Regions from separate parts of the Mus musculus genome. Here regions 1 and 3 are each linked to region 2. A link is a contact called in public Hi-C and HiChIP or PLAC-seq data. All regions are on one chromosome and are shown on one strand. Each heading gives the region's core, a stretch centred on a gene start, on an enhancer-like site or on the middle of the called end of the contact. The rest is flanking DNA. Distances are from core to core; before and after follow the strand shown. Region 1 has its middle 49 kb from the start of Gm39696. Region 2 overlaps Pbx1 (pre B cell leukemia homeobox 1). Region 3 has its middle 6.6 kb from the start of Gm39696.

Region 1 (3,107 bases), core at 517-3,016, 330 kb after region 2:
TTCACAAAGAGCACTATAGCTGCGTTCAGCGGGAGCCTTAAAACCACTCAGTGGAGAAAGAATAAGCATAGGAAAAAAAATCCATGTGGAGTCTGCAGATGAACATGACAATGATTTTTTAAAAAATTGGTCTAACAAGTAGTAAAAATGAAATGCAGTGCTCTGTCCTCAGCACTACCTAAACCTACAGCGTGGTGGTGTAGCTTCTGAGAAGCAATTGAAGTAGCTAAGCAACACTGGTCTCAGAATCTGCAGCATCGGACTCTTTAGTCACTTTGTTTAGCCACTTGCTGTGTATGTATGCCACTTGGTCATTGTGCTGGGAAGGACTCTGTCTAGGAAGCTGGGCTTCAGTAAGCATGGCCAAACTGGGAATGTACCCGTGCAAGTAGCATGTGGGAAGGAGGTGGGAAACGAAGGTCCAGCGAGGTGGGAGAGGACAGAAATGACCAGGATTGGCACTGTGGAAAATGCAGGGCCTTGCAGGGAGAACCCTGGTTAGGGATCCAAAACCTAGAGAATGCTGGCAGAGAGAGAATGTATTGGAGCTGGTTGTTCTTATAGGCCACTGTATCTATGAATTAATAAGTCTTGTGGGATTGTGGCAAGAACCGGTCATATGGGCAAGCTGTCAAAAAGGGCTGAACCTGGAATAGGGAGGGCAGAAGGGAAGCTGGGACCTGTCTATATCTTTATATCTCTTTCTCATCTCCCAAGCATTTGCTGGACACCACCCCCCCGGAAATAGTGGATGCTGCTTCACTCCCATATTCCAATGAAACTTCACCTTTGACCAACTCTACCTTATAGCCATCAGGGAAGGGGACACTCAGATAGGCTATTCCCAGTACAAACAAATTGGCTGCAGATACTCTGCACACTACTATATTTCAATGCTTAGTCAATCGTAGAACTTTATACAAGTGAGAGATCCACTTTCTGCTCAGAGTAAACTACAAAAGCTTTAAGAGATCTAGAAAAGAAATAGAATTTTTGCAAGATATTTCAATGATAGGACTGACAATAATCACTATAAAAGGAGACTGAAAAATTAACAATCATTAACATTTCAATTCATCAGCAGAAAACACTACCAAATGAATAAATAAATGCAATTCAATAAAAAAAGAAGAAATCAATAGGACAGCATTAGACTGGGAGTGTTCCTGATCCATCTGTGACAAAGGGCTTTTCCCAGACCCTACGCAGAGCTCCTGGAAAAAAGACAAATAAGTCAATGGAAAACAGGCAACAGTCAAAAATAGCTTTTCCAAGGAGGAAAATATGTAAGTGAATTATAAGCACACAAAAAAGGACCCAACATTTTTGGTCATTAAGAAAATGGAAGTAAAACCACATGAGGTACCATTACATAGTTGCTAAAAGCGAAAATAGTAACAAAATCAAACAAGGATGTGGGACAACCAGAGCTCTGATTCATTGTTGGAGGGTAGAATAGCAGGGTTTGGAAATCAGATAGAATGCTTTGCATGACTTCAGATGAGTACCTCCCAGTGTCTCTGAGATCTTACTGCTAGCTATTTAGCAAAAGAAGTTACATATTTTAAAAAAATGAAAATGATCATGGTAGCTCTACTCGTATTATTTCTTCAAAATGAACTCGAGCCCAAAGTCTGTCATGACGAGAATAGATAAGCAAATTGTGGTAGATACACCCAATGGAATAAAACTAAACAATGAGGTCTGAAGTCTCAGTGTAGATGCCAGGACGTGAGAGATTCCAGGAATGTATGTGGAACGTCTGCCAAAGAAAGCTGCAGGCTCTGAGTGGAGTTGACTCAGGAGACAGCCTGGGTGTCTTATAGTCAGGACAGCCATAGGGGTGGTGCTATATAAGTCCACTAGAGCACAGGTGATACCATCAGAAGTGACAAGTGCCAGGCACAAGGTGCAGGATTCGCCTTCCTGGGTTTCTATTTTGTTTTAACCTAATCTTCTACTGCTAATCTCCACTCCTTGTTTTGGAATGGACATTTGTACTCTGTGCCGGAGTATAGGGGAAGAGTTTAACCTGTTTTGCAATTTTTATGACCCCAAGCTAAGAGTTTGCCTTGAGTCCCAGATGAGCGTTTAGACTTTTGAATAGTGTTATGATTGGTAAAACTATAGGCACTCTAGAAACCAGAATTTGTTCTGCAATATGAGAATGTCCATGAGCCTAGGGAAGTCAGAGGCAGAATGCTGTGGTTTGAGTTCACAGAGCCCCCACATAGGCTCATGGTTTTGAACACTAGGTTTCTTGTTATCAGTGCACTTGGGAAAATATAAGCATTGGTTTTAGTTGGAAGATATAGGCCACTAGGGATAGTGCTTTGAAGGCATAGCCCTTTTTAAGGGCTAGCCTTAGCCTGTTTCCCCATCTACCAACATAAGAAGTGTTACTTTGCTTCCTCTTCTACCAATGTAGGAAGTTATTGTCTCATACTCCCACCTCCCTGTAAGGATTCAAACCTTGCTACACATTGCTTCACTTCTATTTTTTTTTTCCTGGAAACTTGGCAAAGCTTCTATGACCCTGTAACTGTTACATTCTATATATCTGTAAACATCATTACATGGACGATGCCAAGTTCTTTTGCCAGCTTGATATGTAGCGTGATGTACAGCTGTCATCACCTCTGAGTGACTGCATGTTAAAACATTCCCCTAGGTTACCTGCTCAGGCATCCCTGTAGCTCCTTGGTTGGATGGGTCTTACCCTCAACGCACCATTCCCATCGCCCCACTGCAAAGCGTGATTATCTCTTTTAAGCAACTACTGCTTCTTTGTCTACAGCTGCCTTTCTGCAACTCAAATTGTGCCCACTCACCAATTGCAATATTTGCATCATTCTGCTTCATGCGATACTCAGAATTATCACTATAAATTCAGCAAAACACAATAAATAACAACCGCACAGAAGCCTGAATAATATGCTGTCTAAAATTTCCTGTGCCCAATATATTTAAATCAGTATACCACTACTCATTTTTAAAAAAATCAACTACATTGTGTGTGTGTGTGTATGCAGGCCCACACAAATGAATATATATGGCACATGAGTAGAAGAAGTTAATTGTGTTCTACAGTGTGTGTTTTGATCGTT
Region 2 (3,136 bases), core at 272-2,771:
GGCAGGGAACTCCCTCAGGGTGCTGCAGGAGCAATGCAGAGGACAGTAGTGGCCTATTGTATAACAGTCCTTGCCTACCCAGACTGCAAGTTTCCACGGACAGTGCATTGGGATGCACTGATTCCTGGGTGGGTAAAGATTTACCCAGGTAGAAGTGGGGTGGGCAACAATAAAGGAGCTTAATTTTTACATGGTAAATGCTCTAATTGAATACTCATTCAGAGGAGATTGGGTTTGCCAAGACTCATCACAATTGCTTTACAGACATGTAAAGAAAGGTTCTACCAGAGATTTGAAAATAAGAGAATGAAAAGAAGAAGAAGAAGAAGAAGAAGAAGAAGAAGAAGAAGAAGAAGAAGAAGAAGAAGAAGAAGAAGAAGAAGAAGAAGAAACCCAGAAGAACCGTCCTCCGTCCACACACACATTGCACCATTTCAATTATACTCTACTCATGAAAGTAAACTACACTGGACAATGTGCAAGAAGTAGGCACAAATAGGGGAGCACTTTGTTGTGCTATAGTACATAGGAGGTGATTGCTCTGATGGTCTTGGGGTGCACGTGTGTGTTTGAAAAAGGCAGAGAATCTTGCAGGTCTGTATTTCTTCCCAGGACAAGATTTCAAGATACTAGTACAACAACAACAACAACAAAACAAACAAACTGAGGTATTTGGATTCACTGACCCGGAAATTGTTCAGCTAGTCAGTTAAAAAAAAAATGCCGCCAGCTTTAAAGAAATAAGCGATACGGCTAACAGAAGTGACACTTCCTATTTATGGCTTGAAGTCAGTACTCTGGTGAGCTGGATACAAAATGCTTATTTAAAAGCTCCTTTTTATCTCTCTAGCACCATGCAAGACTCAAATGAACCTTTCACTGGGACACCAGAGATGTTAACACTCGTCCTCCAAGATCCAATTTCAACCAGCCGAGCTGTTACCTAATCCTGCAGCCATCACATATGATCAGGTTCCCGCCTCCCTGATGGGTGCCCAGCACCCCCTCCCTCCTTCCTTTCCCTCTCCTGCCCAACAGCTTTCCCTGAAACTGAGCTTTAAGAGTCCCCTTGCCTGTGCATGCTGGTCATACAGGGTCCCAACAGCCCCACTGGCTGTACATAACACCAAGATATTTATCCTTGTTAGCTAATAATTCTTAAAGGGGTTTCCTACTCACAAATCACTGCCTCCCATTCCAATCACGACAGAGACCAGTCACGACAGGTAAGTGATTTATACAGAGGTTGTCACAGCCTTCAGAAAACACCTGAAGTCACATCAGCTGCTATCACTTGCCCTAGGGTTAATCCGGTGCTAAAACTCCAGCGATAAGGAGACTGTCACAGCCTGATTGGAGCAGCCCTCACAACTGGCCTCCTGCTGTTCATTCTTTATTTATTTTCTTCACACAAGGAGAAAAACAAACCAAACCCAAAGGCACATTCAAGAGAGCCAGTGGGAGGTCTGTGCAAAGGATTGTTTTGTCCTTGGCTGAGCAACACAGCTCCAGAGTCGCTCCTGGCTGATGCCCACTAGAGGGCACTCTCTCCCCACCGAGGACTTGTTTAAAGAAGGGTCCCATAGCTACCAACATCTCCATGGAGCTGGGGAATTGGGATCTACTCCGATTTGAGATTCCCAAATGTGGGCAGACAGGGAGGAGGGCATATTAGCAGAAGGCATTGTTTCAGGCTATGGAGTGAAGCTTGAGACTCGCTCAGCTGAGCAAGATAAAGAGATGGTTGGAGAAGGGACATAAGACTTAGGGAAGGCTTGAGGAAGTCTCTTCATGGTTTCAAGGTACCAAGGCAGAAGAAGGTGCCAAGCCCAAGCCAGGCAGAGCTCTGAAGCCAGTGGAGAAAGAAGTAACCTGCCCTTGTACTTCTAGAAAGTGAAACCATTCATCCGCTGGGACCCTTTGTGCACATTGAATTGTGTCACCTGATGACAGAAAGCACACGCTCTGCTAGCACACTTACAGATTATAAAGGTACAGAAACTTGGCTAAAACAAGGCAGGCTCCTGCCACCAAGATCGAGAGCTCCTGGAAGCCAGTGGTGACATGGTGATCTCCCATGATCTCCCGGATCATGTATTATGCACCTCTTCGGGTCTTTTCAGCGCTCTTGTGCACAGCAGCCAAGTAGGATGTAGAACTATGGCGTCTTAGGCATCTGTGTCCTGCCACAGCTGGTTCCTGACACGTGCCCCACCCTCCGGTTGTAAGTTGTACAGAGAGAACACGTTTGCTCTCCCGTCTCTTCCAGTGCCCATTTCCCAAAACTCAGATCTGCCTTTCATATGTGGCCATTCTAAACAAGCAATGCTATGCTGACATTAAGGCAATGGCTCTCTGTGTGAGGGAGAGTCACCCAAGCACAGGACTGGTATCTGTGAAGGGTTCCCCCGAGGCCTAAGAGTACACCAAACTGCTTTAAGCTTTGTAGAACACCTCCCCCCTTCCCAACCCCTTACTCCTCCACCCCGACCTTTCAGGTTCTGTCATTTCCTTACAGGCATAACCATCCACAAACCGGTGGACACTTCTCCAGCTGGAAAATGACTGTGCTATGAACTGATTCTTCTAAACAGTGTCGGGACCCACATCTTCCATTCCTTAGTAGCCTGAAGCTTGGGGTTGTACTTATAGGCGCTCTTCCCCCGAAGTGCTCAAGCCTCTTCCGTCTTTGATGGAAAAGCTGTCTGGGTGAGTTATTTTAAAGAGTCGTCTATCAAGTAAATGGAAATGATTAACCATTTGATTCCCCCAGTTTCACAATCCAGCATTACAGGCAGCTGCCAGACAACGGTTGATGGATAGGCTCCAGAGAGCCCAGTACTGACGGAACTCAGACCTTAGAGGACCAAGCGGGAATCTTCCTGGCTGCTGGCCTAGAATGGCCTCTTCAGAGGGTTCCAGTGCACAGAATCTATAAATCTGGGACTCACTCTGATACTCAGTATTGTCCCCTTAGAATCACACAGGGCTTCGTTCAGGGTCAAAAGCCTCCTAAAGTGATACCACTTGGTGTGAAGACAAGATATCTTTCAATCCTTCCAATATTTTTCTTGGCTTATTAGCAATCAGGTATGCATAAACAGCATATGATATCAGAAAGGGACTTGTAAACTTC
Region 3 (2,797 bases), core at 35-2,534, 290 kb after region 2:
TGTGTGTGTATATCAGTCTGAGAAGCCTTATAAATATGAGTTCAGTAAAGTATATGTGAACTTTCAAGCTGGCTACTGTGTTGCTAATATATGGAGAAACTGAAACCCATAGGCCTTTGGAGATTTACCTAGGAAAATCTTGGGCTTCTAATCTATGCAAGACTCTAAATATGAACTCAGTAAATCACAGTTTTGAGTTTTATTCCAAAAGACATTCAGACATGTTAAACAACACACCCATGCTTAAGACATTTGCTCATTATCAGTGTGACATTACTTTCACATTCAATCTTGATCAAATATGATTTTCTAGATCACACTAGGAATTTCACTGTGTAAGTTCTGTCCCTCCCCTCTCTTATTTCCATGTTGGGGGCCTAACCTAGGGTCTAGTGCTTGCTAGGCAAGTGCTCCCTAACGGAGCAAAATTCCTAACTCTAAGCTCAGTTATTTAAAGATCGTTTTCCATTCCCCTGGAGGGATTAGGAAAAGATACCTATCAGACACATGATCCTGAGTGTGTAAGACAGAGGAACAATGAGTGTTTCCCATGCTGAGCAGAACTGTGCTTGCTCTCTCTCTCTCTCTCTCTCTCTCTCTCTCTCTCTCTCTCTCTCTCTCTCTCTTTCTCTCTCTCTTTCTCTCTCTCTCTCCTTTTTCTTTCTTTGAGCTCTATAGAAAGTTTTTTTTTCCCCTCAATCTATTTATTCATTTTACATCCTGATTGCTGTGCCCTTCTCCTCCTGGTTTCCCTCTCATAAGTCCCTCCCGCCTGTTTTTTTTTTTTTTTTTTTAATTACAGTAGTGGACTGTTTTGTCTATTTGTTTTGGCTGATGCTGTCTCAATAGTAATGTGTGATAAAGCACGGTACTAGCCAGTGTCTGTGCTAAGTTACTGCCCACAACAGCTGCCTACCTCCCTCAGCTCCTAGGTTAAATTTTCCCATTTGTGATTTATTTTCTCTCTCTCTCTCTCTCTCTCTCTCTCTCTCTCTCTCTCTCTCTCTCTCTCCCTCTCCCTCTCCCTCTCCCTCTCCCTCTCCCTCTCCCTCTCCCTCTCCCTCTCCCTCTCTCTCTCTCTCTCTCTCTCTCTCTCTCTCTCTCTCATGTCTGGAGTAAACAGCAATGGACTTTATCCAAGCTCTTCACCCTATTACAGTGAATCTGGCAAGCCATATCCCTTGCATATTTTAAGTGCTTTCATCCTGTGACCCTGACCTTACCTGTACCCAGGTTTCCAAAGACAACATAGATAAAACTACTCCTGAAAGCTTATGCTGCCACAGAGGCACAGGCTGGGACAGTGCCGCCAACCTTGCGGAACCTGCACTGTTGCTTCATACGTACCAAGTCCTATGAACATACATTCCTTTTTCCTTAGTAATTAATTCCAAGTTCAGGCACGTCTGATAAGACAAAGCCTGTAACACTGCCAGGGTCCGACAATAAAGAGACGTCCAAGGAGGTTTCGCTTATTCAAGTGGAAACTATTTTATTTCTTGTAATAAGTGGGCTCATGAATCAATTCTCTGTGATCTCATTGTGGCCAATGGCCAGAGTGGCCTGACCTCTGTAGTCAGGGGATATAAAGGCACAACTCCAGCTCTAAAAACTTTCAAGAGTGACATCAGGCTTTACTGACAATTTTCTTGCAAGGGATTGACCCAGGATTTTAGCCAATGTACCATGAGGCGAGCTTCCTAGGAAGAGTGGCTACATAGTATTACTATTGTTATTTTACCTTTCCATTGTGTTTGTTTTTTGCTTAGATTTTTATAAATTTGAGAATTCCATATATGAATATTGTATTTACATCATTTCTATCCCTCCTTCCCCCAATTCTTTCCATGTTATTGCTCACCAAGTCCATGATCTCTTCTTTAGTTATTGTTTTACACAGACACATAGTCTCACACACACACACACACACACACACACACACACACACACACACACACACCTCTCAGAAAAGAATTTGTGTGTTGTTTTTTCTTCTTAAGTTCTATACTGATGAGTTACTGAAAATCCCTCTTGTCTTTAACACAGTTCTAACCCACCAGCCTGATTTCCCCCCCTGCTTCCATTTGTAAACTGGTGAGGTATTTCTCCAGCTCAGAATAAATGCTCCTCTTTCTGCCATGTGCACTGTCAGGGCACTCTATGCACACACTGTATCGTCGTTGCTGACTGATTTCCCATTATCCCACTTCTCATGTGAGTACTTTTCATGGAACACACACACACACAAATCTTTTCACCTTGTTCCATAATCAATTGGCAATGCTTTGATGAGGTTGGCACCAGAACTGTGGAGGTACAGAAGCTAGAAGCATCAGTCCCTTGTTCTTTGTCTCCTCCATATTCTATTTTGATCTTCAAAGTGAGACAACGTTTCATGGTTCTATCAATTCAAAACCTAAGATATACTTAACTGAAGTTTGAATTTAGTGACCATAAATATCATTGACCTGTGGAAAGTTAGCTTCCACCATGCAAATGTCAGAATTACAAATGTATATTTAAATGGTGACCCATTGGCAAGCTGTAGATTATATGCCTAAAGAAATTGGGACCTCCAATCATGGCTTTTTCCTTTGAGAAAAATGACCTGTGATTTTCGCCTCTTTGTGGTTTTTGTTTGCTTGTTTGTTTTGTTTTTGTTTTTTTGTTTTGAGGCAGCTACATAGGTAAGAACAGGGCATGGTTTATACACATTTCCAGGTTTTCTCTGATTTCTGTTCCTCTCTCTTCATTTTAGGATTAATTATCAGAATAAAAGTGGATTAATTTTACACAG

What was found. Hi-C and Micro-C count contacts between places; a contact is called where the count stands out from the background. HiChIP or PLAC-seq counts read pairs in DNA pulled down with a chosen protein or histone mark.
Region 1: a FOXA1 HiChIP or PLAC-seq map of pancreatic cancer cells shows a contact between it and region 2. The contact joins two enhancer-like sites. A contact is called at or near these places in 6 of 484 Hi-C or Micro-C datasets (the HL-1 cell line, cerebral cortex, cortical neurons and 3 more) and 2 of 115 datasets of contacts at active chromatin or transcription factors (embryonic stem cells and pancreatic cancer cells).
Region 3: a contact with region 2 is called in a Hi-C map of pancreatic cancer cells, with 6 times the contacts expected there. The contact joins two enhancer-like sites. A contact is called at or near these places in 1 of 15 datasets of contacts at CTCF or cohesin (the NIH/3T3 cell line), 3 of 484 Hi-C or Micro-C datasets (the C2C12 cell line and pancreatic cancer cells), 1 of 115 datasets of contacts at active chromatin or transcription factors (pancreatic cancer cells) and 1 of 9 other capture datasets (embryonic stem cells).

What each region holds. Positions count from the first base shown.
Region 1 is chr1:168,543,820-168,546,926 of GRCm38.p6, forward strand. No RefSeq gene overlaps it. Among named protein-coding and RNA genes, the nearest start is that of Gm39696, 49 kb to the left of the region's middle. Within about 2 kb of position 1,767, at least 25 of the 459 cell types and tissues checked have an H3K27ac peak or open chromatin away from gene starts, as enhancers often do. A contact at or near this core is called in pancreatic cancer cells, where this site is marked.
Region 2 is chr1:168,212,795-168,215,930 of GRCm38.p6, forward strand. All of the region lies in intron 2 of Pbx1 (pre B cell leukemia homeobox 1), which reads right to left. Among named protein-coding and RNA genes, the nearest start is that of Gm51671, 130 kb to the right of the region's middle. Within about 2 kb of position 1,522, at least 56 of the 459 cell types and tissues checked have an H3K27ac peak or open chromatin away from gene starts, as enhancers often do. A contact at or near this core is called in pancreatic cancer cells, where this site is marked.
Region 3 is chr1:168,501,102-168,503,898 of GRCm38.p6, forward strand. No RefSeq gene overlaps it. Among named protein-coding and RNA genes, the nearest start is that of Gm39696, 6.6 kb to the left of the region's middle. Within about 2 kb of position 1,285, at least 59 of the 459 cell types and tissues checked have an H3K27ac peak or open chromatin away from gene starts, as enhancers often do. A contact at or near this core is called in pancreatic cancer cells, where this site is marked.